2 separate regions of the Mus musculus genome follow, and region 1 is linked to region 2. The links are chromatin contacts, called in public promoter capture Hi-C maps. All regions are on one chromosome and are shown on one strand. The core of a region is the stretch at or near the end of the contact, and the rest is flanking DNA. Distances in the headings are between cores, read along the strand shown.

Region 1 (5,332 bases), core at 2,520-5,019, 64 kb after region 2:
CGAAAAACAAAAAACAAAAAACAAAAAAAAAAAAAAAAAAAAAAATCTGGGCTGGAGAGATGGCTCAGAGGTTAAGAGCACTGAATTTTCTTCCAGAGGTCCTGAGTTCAATTCCCAGCAACCACATGGTGACTCACAACCATCTGTAATGGGATCTGATACCCTCTTCTGGTGTGTCTGGAGACAGCTACAGTGTACTCGCATACATGAAATAAGTAAGTAAGTAAATAAATAAATAAGTAAATAAATCTAAAATAAAGGAAATCAACATGTTTAAAAAAAAAATCTTCCCCCTCAGCATGGAGTGGTCATGTTGTCAGTTTATACACCTGTAACTTTTATATTCTATATGCTGACAAAATTAGCACTGTGCAGATAGAACTGAGTTTTGATAGCCACTCAAGATGCAGTCTGGCTCCCTGGGACCACAGTCTGGCTCCCTGGGACCACAGTCTGGCTCCCTGGGACCACAGCTGAGTGTCCTCTCTGTGCTATTAGGGCAAGGCGTGCTGGATCCTTCAATGGCAGAGGCTACCCTCTAGACACCATTCCTATTGTCCCGGACAGGGTTGTAGGCTTCCTTGTGTGTACATTTGACCTTGACAGCTATCTTCACTTTGTAGCTGCTCTATTGGTTGTTTACAACCCTGCCCCGATCTATACACAGGTCCCCACTTCTTTCTCCTGAGAATTCTCATGTAAACCTGACTGGCTAACGGAAGTGAGCAATATTTGTGCCACTGCTGACTGATACGCTATCTTGAATTTCCTTTTATCAAACAAATTAGTCCATTATTTTAAATCTGAGCATTTCTCATACTTTCCGGATATAGGCAGATGCAGCCAGATTCTTTGCCAGACTATAACACAAATAGCTTCTGCCCCATTTTCCGAAAGAACTCTTGTTTTTCTCTGAAACTTCATCAGCAGAGTGAACACTGTGCCTTTTTATGGCATCCTGAACTTCTCAACCCCCGCCAGAATACCCTCTCCAGCCCATAGCTCCAAACTATTCCACATTCTTCCTGCAAACTGACTATGAAACCCAAGAGCCACATGGTTCCAATTCTCCTAGATTGTTTCTTTCATTGCTGTGACAGAATGTAAGGGGAGGTTTATTCTGACTCGCAATTAGAGAGAAGAGCACAGGACATTTGGTGCCTCATGACAAGGAAGGCATGGTGGGAGGGTTTCTGTGACAGTGTGGCACCCACAAGGAAGCGCAGAGTTCAGGGCAGGAGCTGGGCAAGATTGCAGTCCTCCAGATGTGCAGCTAGATCTGTCAGCTAGGGTGCCTGTCCCAAAGCTTCTACAACATTTACAAATCAGGGCCACCAGCTGAGGGAGGACCAAGAGTTCAAACACATGAGTCTGTGGGAGACATTCACACTCAAACCATAACAACCTGTACACTGGGAAGGATGGCAGAGCAAAACCTACTTCACATTCCGAAGAGGCAAAGTCTCAAGGACTAAACAAAACCACTATTCTTCATCATCATCATCATCATCATCATCATCATTACAGTCTAGCATATTGTCTTTCAAAAAAGCATCATGAAGAGTCAATTATAGGTTGGTTCTCTACTTTAAATAAATGAAGTAGAAGCAGAGGTTCACAGTGGAGCAGCGGACATAGCATTAAGTTCAGAATTGGAAACTTGTCTCTGGGTTTGTGCCTGCTTCTACTGACCCCACACCTTCTGTTATTCAATCTGACTTGTCTGGGCTTCTGGCTGAAAGGAACAAGAATGCTTGTTTCCACTTTGAATTAATCTCTGAGATCCCTTAGAAATCTCTGAATCTGTATGGTTGAGACTTCAAGGGTTCTCGACTTGTGGGTTGTGACCCTGCTGGCAAGCCTCTATCTCCAAAAATATTTACATTACGATTCATAACAGTGGCAAAATTAGTTATGATGAAGCAACAAAATAATTGTATGGTTGGGGGTCACCACAGCCTGAGGAATTGTACTAAAGGTTCGCAGCATTAGGAAGGTTGAGAACCACTGTTCCAAGAGGTTATGTTGAGAAACTATTTCCCTTGACTTGTTTTAAAACATATGGATCCTGATTTGAAAAGTATATTATTAACTACTTTTAACTTGTACATTGCTCACTTATTAAAAACAACAAAATGTTTTATGAAACACTTTCTCCAACCATCACAGAAAGTTGCTTAAAATCTACAAGATTGAAACCCACCACCTAGTGGTGAGGAAAGGAATTTCACGCTAGAGATAGGGAACGGGATGGTTTCTCCCAGCTAGCGGTCATTTCCCTTTGATCTTCTCCCCACCTAACCCAGGGTAGTAATAACCACACAGAAACTCAACGAAGTCTGACCTAAGACTTTATTTGCCAGGGGTCTTGCTTTGAGACACGGTCTCATTATGTTGCCCAGGCTGGCCTGGCATTTGCAATCCTGCCTCTCAGCCCACCGAACTGTTGCTATTACCAGGTGTGCACCATCGTGGTCGGCTGATGGTGTAGTAGTCTAAAGCGATGAAACAGTGCGGGCTTTGAGAATTGTGGAAATCTAATTGGCTCTGAGATGGAAGGTGCCTACTACCCGTAATCTTACTCCTATCCAGGAGACCCACCAAGTCATTCTTAGGGGCAGTTACCCCCGTTCCCACGCCAGAGCGCCCTCCCTTCAAAGACCCAGACTTGATACACATCAGTGGAATCCTTGAGGTCAAGTGATGATTTTGTTTTACCTACAGAAATACTTACATTTAAATATTTAGAAGGAATGCACTCTCAAATTCTAAGGGTGAGGAAGAGGCCACCTAGCTTGTATTGGTAAGTAGCCATTTCCGTTTTTTTCATTTCCTATTTCCTCCTTGCTCTTTCTCCTCTCTTTCAAATAAATCAAGTAATTAATAGTGTGATGTTTAAACAAAACAAGGCTCCCTGTGCAAGGTGGTTTAATTATCCCAGAAGGCACCTGGAAATCCTTTCTCATCAAAATGTTCTGAGTCCTTTCCTGAACTACGGATCTGGGCGTATATTTCCCAACATATTCTTAAGCTGTTGTTTGAAAGTTTGAAATTCATTTTCTACTAGCACATTTTTTTTTCTCAGCTCTCTTAAGACTTTCAACTATGATCAGTCTTGCTAGTAAGAGATCCCCTAGGCTTTTTATTTGACTTAAAACCCTTTTCTTTTTTTTTTTTTTTTAAATTGGGGCTTATGAATACCGGCGAAGCATTTCGATAACTTAAAACTTAAAATTATCCACTTCACCTTTGCAAACCTCGGGGCTCAATGCCTCCAAGGGCATCCGGGCATTTATTCCTATTTCTGCTCTTGCACGGCGCCCCCGTGGGAGGAGCCGTTTCGACCGAGAAGTTGCGAGAAGCAATGGTGCGGAACTTGCAACAGTTGGTGCGGGCCGATAGGCAGGTAGGAAGTGATAGATGGGACTAGTTTAAAACCCAAAAGCCCCGGGGAGGGCCGGGGCCACCGTGGCCTGCCTGGAGAGCGAGGGCGGCGCGGGGACCGAGCGCCGGCGTAGAAAGACGCCGTTCCGGGCGGGGCGGGGGGACTGGACGTGGGACGCAGAGCTGGTGCGCGGGGACGCCGGGCGGGCGGGCGGGCGGGAGGAGGAGCGGGCCGCCACGGGGCCACGGGGAGGTGAGCGCAGCCTTGCCCCCGCGCCGCCCCCGGCGGGAGGCGCGACGCCCAGGCCACGGGTGCGTGCGCGGCCCCGGGCGACGCGGCTGGGCGTGCGCGGGGCCGCGGCGGAGGCAGGGCCGGGCGGGCGGCAGAAGATGGCGAGGGTGTGTAGGCGGCAGCAATGCTCCGTTGAGAGACGCGGCTTTCGGCAAGAACTGGACTCGTGGCGCCACAAGCTCATCCACTGTGTAGGTGAGGCCCTCCACCGGTGCCCCGGGCCGCCCGGCCGCCGGCCTCCCGTGCGTGGGAGGGAGCAGGGCAGAGTCCGCCGCGCTCCGGCCCCGCGCGCCCTCCCGGGCTCGGCCCCCTCCCCCACCCCCCGGAGCGCGAGCGCGCCGCCGCGGCGCCCCTCCCCTCGGCTCGCGGGGCGGGCTCGGACGCGCGGCCTCTCCCCCAGCGGGCGCATTGTGGACGCCGGGCCCGCCGCCGCCGCCGCCAGCGCGCCGGGACGCACGGGGTCGCCCCCACCTGCCCTCGCCCCGCGCCCCTCCCCCACGCCGGCGGCGCGCCCCCGTGCACGCGTGCACGCGCGGCGGCGCTCGGGCGTGTGCGAGGCGTGAGGTGGAGATGGGGGCGGAGGGAGCCGGAGCTGTCACAGGCCCCGCGTCCGCCTGAGCGAGCCAAGTGGGGTGTCATGGCCGCGGGGGGCAGCGGCTGCACTTCCTCTGCTGGCAGCGGCGGCTGCGGAGTTAGTCCTCGACGCACGGGTCGGTGTGTGCGGATTTGTGTTTGGCGTGCGCGCGCGGCGGGGAGGCCCGGGTGGGAAGCCGGGCGGGGGGGTCACCCTGGTCCCCTCCGCGGAGCCCCGGCGGCCGGCGACCGGCGCGCTTCCCCGGGCGGCGGGAGCGTGGACGGGAGTGGGGGGCGCCCGGGAGGGGCCGGGAGGCGAGCTGCACCTCTCACACTGTGTGTTTTGTCTGTTTTTCTCTCCCAAGGTCCCGTTTCCCTCTGTGCGGCGGCCGGCGGGACCATAAGGGCTTAACTCACATATTTAACCCCCCTCCAAAAAGTAAGTGGCTCTTGTGGTGTCTGCTCCACCCGCCGCCCCCTAGCCTCTGTCCATCCTTGTGTCTGACTCTAATGTCCTCAGCATTGTTATTTCCCCGTCTCTGCTTCGGTGCGGCTGATGTGTGGGGAAATGCCCTCTCGTCGTCCTCTGTCCCCCACGCCCAGTCCTCGGGGAGGCCCGGAATTCCAGCCCCCCGTGTGGATGGGGCGCGTTCTAGGGATTCAGGTCTTCCTCAGACGGACCTGGGAAATTCTGTCCGTCCACTTGGGCCCGGGGTCCCCTCTTTCCCGATGGGGTTTCGTTGGAAGGAATTATGCAAATCCTGCTTTCTGGTGTCCATTCAGCGGCAATTTCATGCGGTGAGAAGTTCTCTTTGTTGTGCGAGGGGGAGAACAGACACTGATTTAATAGACATATCTGCTGGGGGGGGGGGAGGGTGGAGGGGGTGTGGAGAGCCTCAGTTTGGAAGAATTACAGCACTTGGTTAGCTCAGTCTTTGTGTTGGAGCCTTCTGGCTTGACAGGAGGGTCTGCCCTTTTACAATGTCCCATAAGGGATGTTTTTTTGGTAATAGATGAAAAAGCAAAACTAAAACTTTAAAAAAAGTGGAAAATAAGGTAACCTGTACTTAGAGAAAATGAGCA
Region 2 (5,417 bases), core at 1,474-3,973:
TTGAAAAGCAACTGAAAAGTAGTACTAAAGTCAGGTGTTCCAGTACTGAAAATTCCATTTCTATACCTTAAAAATAACAAGTAAAAGACTGTAGACTAAGCTGGGCAGTGGTGGCACACGCCTTGGTCCAGGCACTTGGGAGGCAGAGGCAGGGGAATCTCTGGGAGTTCGAAGCCAGCCTGTTCTACAGAGCGAGCTCCAGGACAACCAGGGCAATACAGAGAAACCTTAAGAGGTGGAAGGGGACAAATACTGTAGACTAAATATTTATCACAAGTATGATTAATAGAAAAGATTCGTCTACTTACCTATTTAAAAAAAAAAAAAAGGTGGGGAGAGGCTAGTGAATACATAGACAGAGAAAATAAGCAGAGAATTTGCATCAGGAAAATCGGCCCTAAGCAGAAATATAGACAAAGGTTCACAATTGCTGCAATCAAAGAAACGCAAATCAAACAGCAGCGGGCTTGCGACTGCTCTCCCTGTGCTAACCTGTGGGGCTGCCTTGTGTCTTGACCTTGCTCTGGCAAACAGGTCTGACTTCTCTCCTTCTCTCAGAACTAAATTAGCAATCGAATATAGTAAGTCCATGGTCTGTGCCTGGTCCAAATGACCTGCCACTCATCCAACCACTTTCTCTACTTAAACTATTACCAACCGTGTAAACACACACACACCTCATCCGATTGATTCTCCTTCCTCCTACTCCCAACCTTCCCTCCTCCCCTTCTTCCTTCTCTCCCTCTCCTTCTCCACAAAAATTGTATGTATGCCCAAATGCATGACTTTTCTAACCCATGAGTTACCGGATGGCTCACGATTCCCTGCGACACTTTTTAACAGACCTGTTAAGTGAATAAAAGCAGTGTCTGTCCGCACCTGATCCTGATTGGCTTTCCCTGGCGCTTGCCCCGCCTCTTCTCAACAGTACTCCTCGCCCCCCCCCCCTCTCTGCACCCCTACAGCTTTCCTTGACAGTGTGGGCGGGCTCTCTGATATTAAAGACTTTAAGCCTCCCGCATTCCTACCAATGCCCTCTCTCCCTTCACAAATGAAGTTATTAGTTGTTTGGCTTATCACGTGATGCTTTGGGATTGTTATTTAAAAGGAAAAAACTAACTTATAGTATTTAACAATAATCACATTTGTACAATTTTATATCATTAATAGAAGTGGAAAATTATCAAGGACCATAAAATTGTGGGGTTTTTTTTGTTTGTTGTTTGTTTGTTTGTTTGGTTGGTTGGTTGGTTGGTTGGTTTTTCGAGACAGGGTTTCTCTGTGTAGCCCTGGCTGTCCTGAAACTCATTCTGTAGACCAGTCTGGCCTTGAGCTCAGAAATCCTCCTGCCTCTGCCTCCCAAGTGCTGGGATTAAAAGTGTGCGCCACCACTGCCCGGCGGTTTTCTTTTTGATTACTTGAGTGCACGTGCGTGTGCGTGTGCGTGTGTGTGTGCGTGTGTGTGTGTGTGTGTAAATGAAACTCAAATAGAGACATTTCTCCTCCCTGTGTCCCCTTCCCCAACCATTTAAGGTTTGCTAAAGACAATTTACCTCATTCATGTAACATGCTTTTGACTCAGTAGGTGTACAGCAGGGACCAAGAACGTTCAGCTCTGAAACTTCCAAGCTATTCTGAGAAGAAGAGCAAGCTTAGAGAGCCTTGCAAGGGGATGCCAGGGGACAGAGTATTTGGCGGTAGTTGGGCTTTTGATTTCAGAGCCTGTGTGATCTCCCTGCCTTCTTACAGCAAACTTCCCTCAGTTGGACTTCAGTTACTTTCTCTTTTCAACATAAAACGCCAGCCTAGAATACAGGTGAAAGAATAGGACAAAGCTCGGTGTGGTGAATTCTACAGCCCAGTGCTCCTGAGTCAGGCAGGAGGAGTACACGTTCGAGGCCAGCCTGAGCTATAGAGCAAATACCAGGTTACACCTCAAACAACCATTTTTGTTGGGGGGGGGGGCTTTTTGTTTTTGTTTTTAAGTACAGCTGGGCATGGGGTGTCATAAGCCTTCCTTTCTATCACTTGGGAGACAGGAGTACGGAGGTCTCTCTAAGTCCCAGGCCAGCCAGAGCTAAAACTTAACATCTCCAACTTTATTCTACTCCTGGAAGTTCCATAATTCACATGTGCAAAAAGTTTAACATTTCTTTGATAAAACCAACAAAACATTCTACATAGGGGTTCTGATTTTGTTCTTGAAATCAACTGACATATCTATGGCTTAAACAAGGTGAAAATTTACTTCTCTCATAGAGAAAAGTTACAAAGTGGGTGGCCCCTGACTGACAAGCAGTCTCTGAGGTGATCTCTCTCTCTCTCTCTCTCTCACACACACACACACACACACACACCTCTGACACTCTCTCTTCCCTCCCTCCCCTTAGAAGTATTCACACCTTGTCTAGATGACAGTCAACAGCAAGGGAGGCAAAATTGGGGGGTAGAGGGTAGAAAGGGCAACCTTTCTCTAAAAACAGAATCTGAAAGGCACACAGCTCACACATCTAAATGTCTCCCTTTGATCATAATTTTAAAAGCACATTCTTAAGTAACGAAGAAATTCTTGGAAATTCAGTCAAGCTGGTTTAGTCATGTGCCTGGCTCTATTTTAAGGATCTATTACCAAGGAGAAGAAAGAGCCTGAGTCTTGAGAGATGTCGAGAAACCCCTGCCATGCAGACTGAACACAATGCTCTGCAATCCGTTGATTGCACAATGTCCTTTTGGGTCAGTGGGCACAGAGCCACTTTTGTGCAATTGCTGTCTAATATTTCACTGTGCGGTTCTAACATGATATCCTTCGCTGGCTGGCCTGTAGGTTCAATCCACTTTCTTCCACAAACAAGCTTGTTCACACAGAGTCTTGCTTCCTAGAATTTTTGTTTTCGCAGGAAAATCTGACTTCTAAAATAAGTCAAAAGATGTAGACATTTTTTCCTCAAAATTGCCAAATTACTCCTCCCAAAGTCTCTATAGAAGAGCAAATTAGTTATACATTCATCTGCAAAAACATAAGAGCCCTCATTTCTTCAAAAAGTTATAAATTACTTATTTTTGGCCCATGTGAATGGGTGGAGATTTTTTACCTCCCTGTTACTTGCAGCTGAACTCCTACAGGTGCATATGAAGTAGGGTCTCTGTCATATCTTCATCGGTGACCAGCTTTTTGTGTGTTCTGCTAGTTCATATCTACAAACCACTGGAGCAAAGCAGGAAACAGAACTCACTGTAGATTATTTACAAGAAAGAACACCAATGAAAAGCTTACTTCCCATGCTATGGACAGGACTGGGGACCCAGAGACAGACACAGCAGGAGGCTGCTACTGCCTTTGAGGGACAGTGGGCAAGATGCTACCCTGAGGCTGGATAAAGTCATCCCAGTGATCTGCAGTGGCAGAAGCCCTTAGCCCTAGCCAGAGGCACACCTCCCAGCAGAAGGACCCCCTTGCTCTCTTCTCGACCTTCAATGTCCTGTTGGTTCTCCCTGTTGATCCAAACCAGAAGAGAAGCCAGCTCCTAAGAATGCCAGGACAGAATGCCAGGTGTCACACACAGTTCACAAAGGCAACCTCCCAAGCACAGATGCTGCAAAGAGAGGCAAGAAGAAACTGGAGAGCACCCTATTCCTCCCCTCCCCCCCTTTTCTAGGTGTATGTGTGACGTTGTGATAGAAAGTAAAATATATATTTGTTCTAGCTCCTTTGGTAGTTTGAATGAGAATGGCCCCAGAGGCTCCTATATTTGAATGCCTGTCCCTCAGTTGGTGGACCTGTTTTGGAAAGATTAGGAGGTGTGGCCTTGTTGGAGGAGGTATGTCACTGGGTGTGTGGGCTTTGGGATTTCTAAAGCCCACTACAGGCCCAATCCTGCTCTCTGCTCCTGCCCCCTCCAGCCCCCTCCTTCTTGTAGAGAAGATGAAGGTTTTTATTTCCTGCTCCAGAGCCATGCCTGCTGCCATGCTCCCTGCCATGACAGTCATCTGGAACTATAAACAAGCTCTAATCAAGCACTTAAAACAAAATAAAATAAAATAAAATAAAATAAAATAAAATAAAATAAAATCTCTATCATGTAGCCCTGATTGTCCTGGAACTCTCTGGGTAGATTAGACTAACCTTGAATCTCCTGAGATCCTCCTGCCTTGAGTACTGGGATTAAAGGCAAGCACCATCACGACCCAGCATATATTTGACTTTTGATACCAGTTCCTAAAACAGCTCCTGAGGAACACTTTTGCAATATTTTTGAGTCTCTGATATAGGGTTTCTAAATTCCTAGGAATTTCCCAGATGATGAAAGAATCTTTTGTTCTAATGGGGCAAATGTTGGTGGGAGAACCAGGGCATGGGGCTGGTTACTGTGGGAATCAAATACATGATTAGAGGGTTGGGCTTTAGCCCTATTCTCTGCCTGCATTTTAACCATACCCATGAAATACAGTGTGATGGTTTGAATAGAAATGGCCCCCATAGCCAGGCATGATGGTGCATGCCTTTAATCCCAGCACTTGGGAGGCAGAGGCAGGCAGATTTCTGAGTTCAAGGCCAGCCTGGTCTACAGAGTGAGTTCCAGGACAGCTAGGGCTATACAGAGAAACCCTGTCTGGGGGTAGGGGGGAGGAGGAATAAAAAGGTGTGGCCTTGCTGGAGTAGGTGTCACTAGAGCAGGCTTTGGGGTTTCAAAAGCTCAAGCCAGGCCCAGTGTTTTTCTCTTCCTGCTACCTTCAGATACAGATATAGAACTGTCAGCTGTTAGGGCCAGCCTGTGGCTCTCATGTCCGGGTTCGAGCCTGGAAGGCATCTTGGAACTGGAAAAGAAGAAGGAATCTAGGTGGGTAGAGAAATAATGGAACCAAGACAATTAGTCTGCTCAAGTTTCAAATTTTTAATGGTGGACATGCTTTATAAAGGAGAGGGGAAAGCCCATTCCCACCAAATCATCTTTGGAGCCCAGTTGCAGGTGACCACGTGTAGTCTCCGGAATAGCTAGGCCAACTCCCAGCAGGTAGCAGCAGCAGCGGCAGTGGCTGAACAATAGAGTGATCTCAGGGAGGCAGGCTCCATCCTAGGTAAATTTTTGTCTCCTTAGTGACAACAAAGTCAAGGTCCGACTCAGCCTGCTTCAGGGTTGTGGGAGGCTACAATCAGCTACCATGCTTGCCTGCGTGCCACCATGCTTGCTGCCATGCTGATAATGAACTAAACCTCTGAAACTGTTAGCAAGCCCCAACTGAATGTTTTACCTTAGACAATTTCTTATGGTCTTGGTGTCTCTTCACAGCAATAGAACAGTGACCAAGGCATAAAGTATCCATAAACCCCCCAAAAACATATTTCAGAGTGCTTTCAGATTGAAGTGTGAGGTTCCTGGAGGGTGGTGGATATCTTTCTATATGGTTGGCTGTAGGGG

What was found. Promoter capture Hi-C pulls out the DNA fragments that hold promoters and counts their contacts.
Region 1: a promoter capture Hi-C map of liver shows a contact between it and region 2, with 2.6 times the contacts expected there. The contact joins the promoter of Lcor here to the enhancer-like site in region 2. A contact is called at or near these places in 10 of 39 promoter capture datasets (the 3T3-L1 cell line, 3T3-L1-derived adipocytes, the C10 cell line and 6 more), 1 of 484 Hi-C or Micro-C datasets (nephron progenitors) and 4 of 115 datasets of contacts at active chromatin or transcription factors (bone marrow-derived macrophages and embryonic stem cells).

What each region holds. Positions count from the first base shown.
Region 1 is chr19:41,478,913-41,484,244 of GRCm38.p6, forward strand. Lcor (ligand dependent nuclear receptor corepressor) reads left to right here and starts at 3,770. Exons shown (of 8, transcript NM_001370767.1): 1 at 3,770-3,871; 2 at 4,615-4,688.
Region 2 is chr19:41,415,503-41,420,919 of GRCm38.p6, forward strand. No RefSeq gene overlaps it. Among named protein-coding and RNA genes, the nearest start is that of Gm33951, 27 kb to the right of the region's middle. Within about 2 kb of position 2,724, at least 21 of the 459 cell types and tissues checked have an H3K27ac peak or open chromatin away from gene starts, as enhancers often do.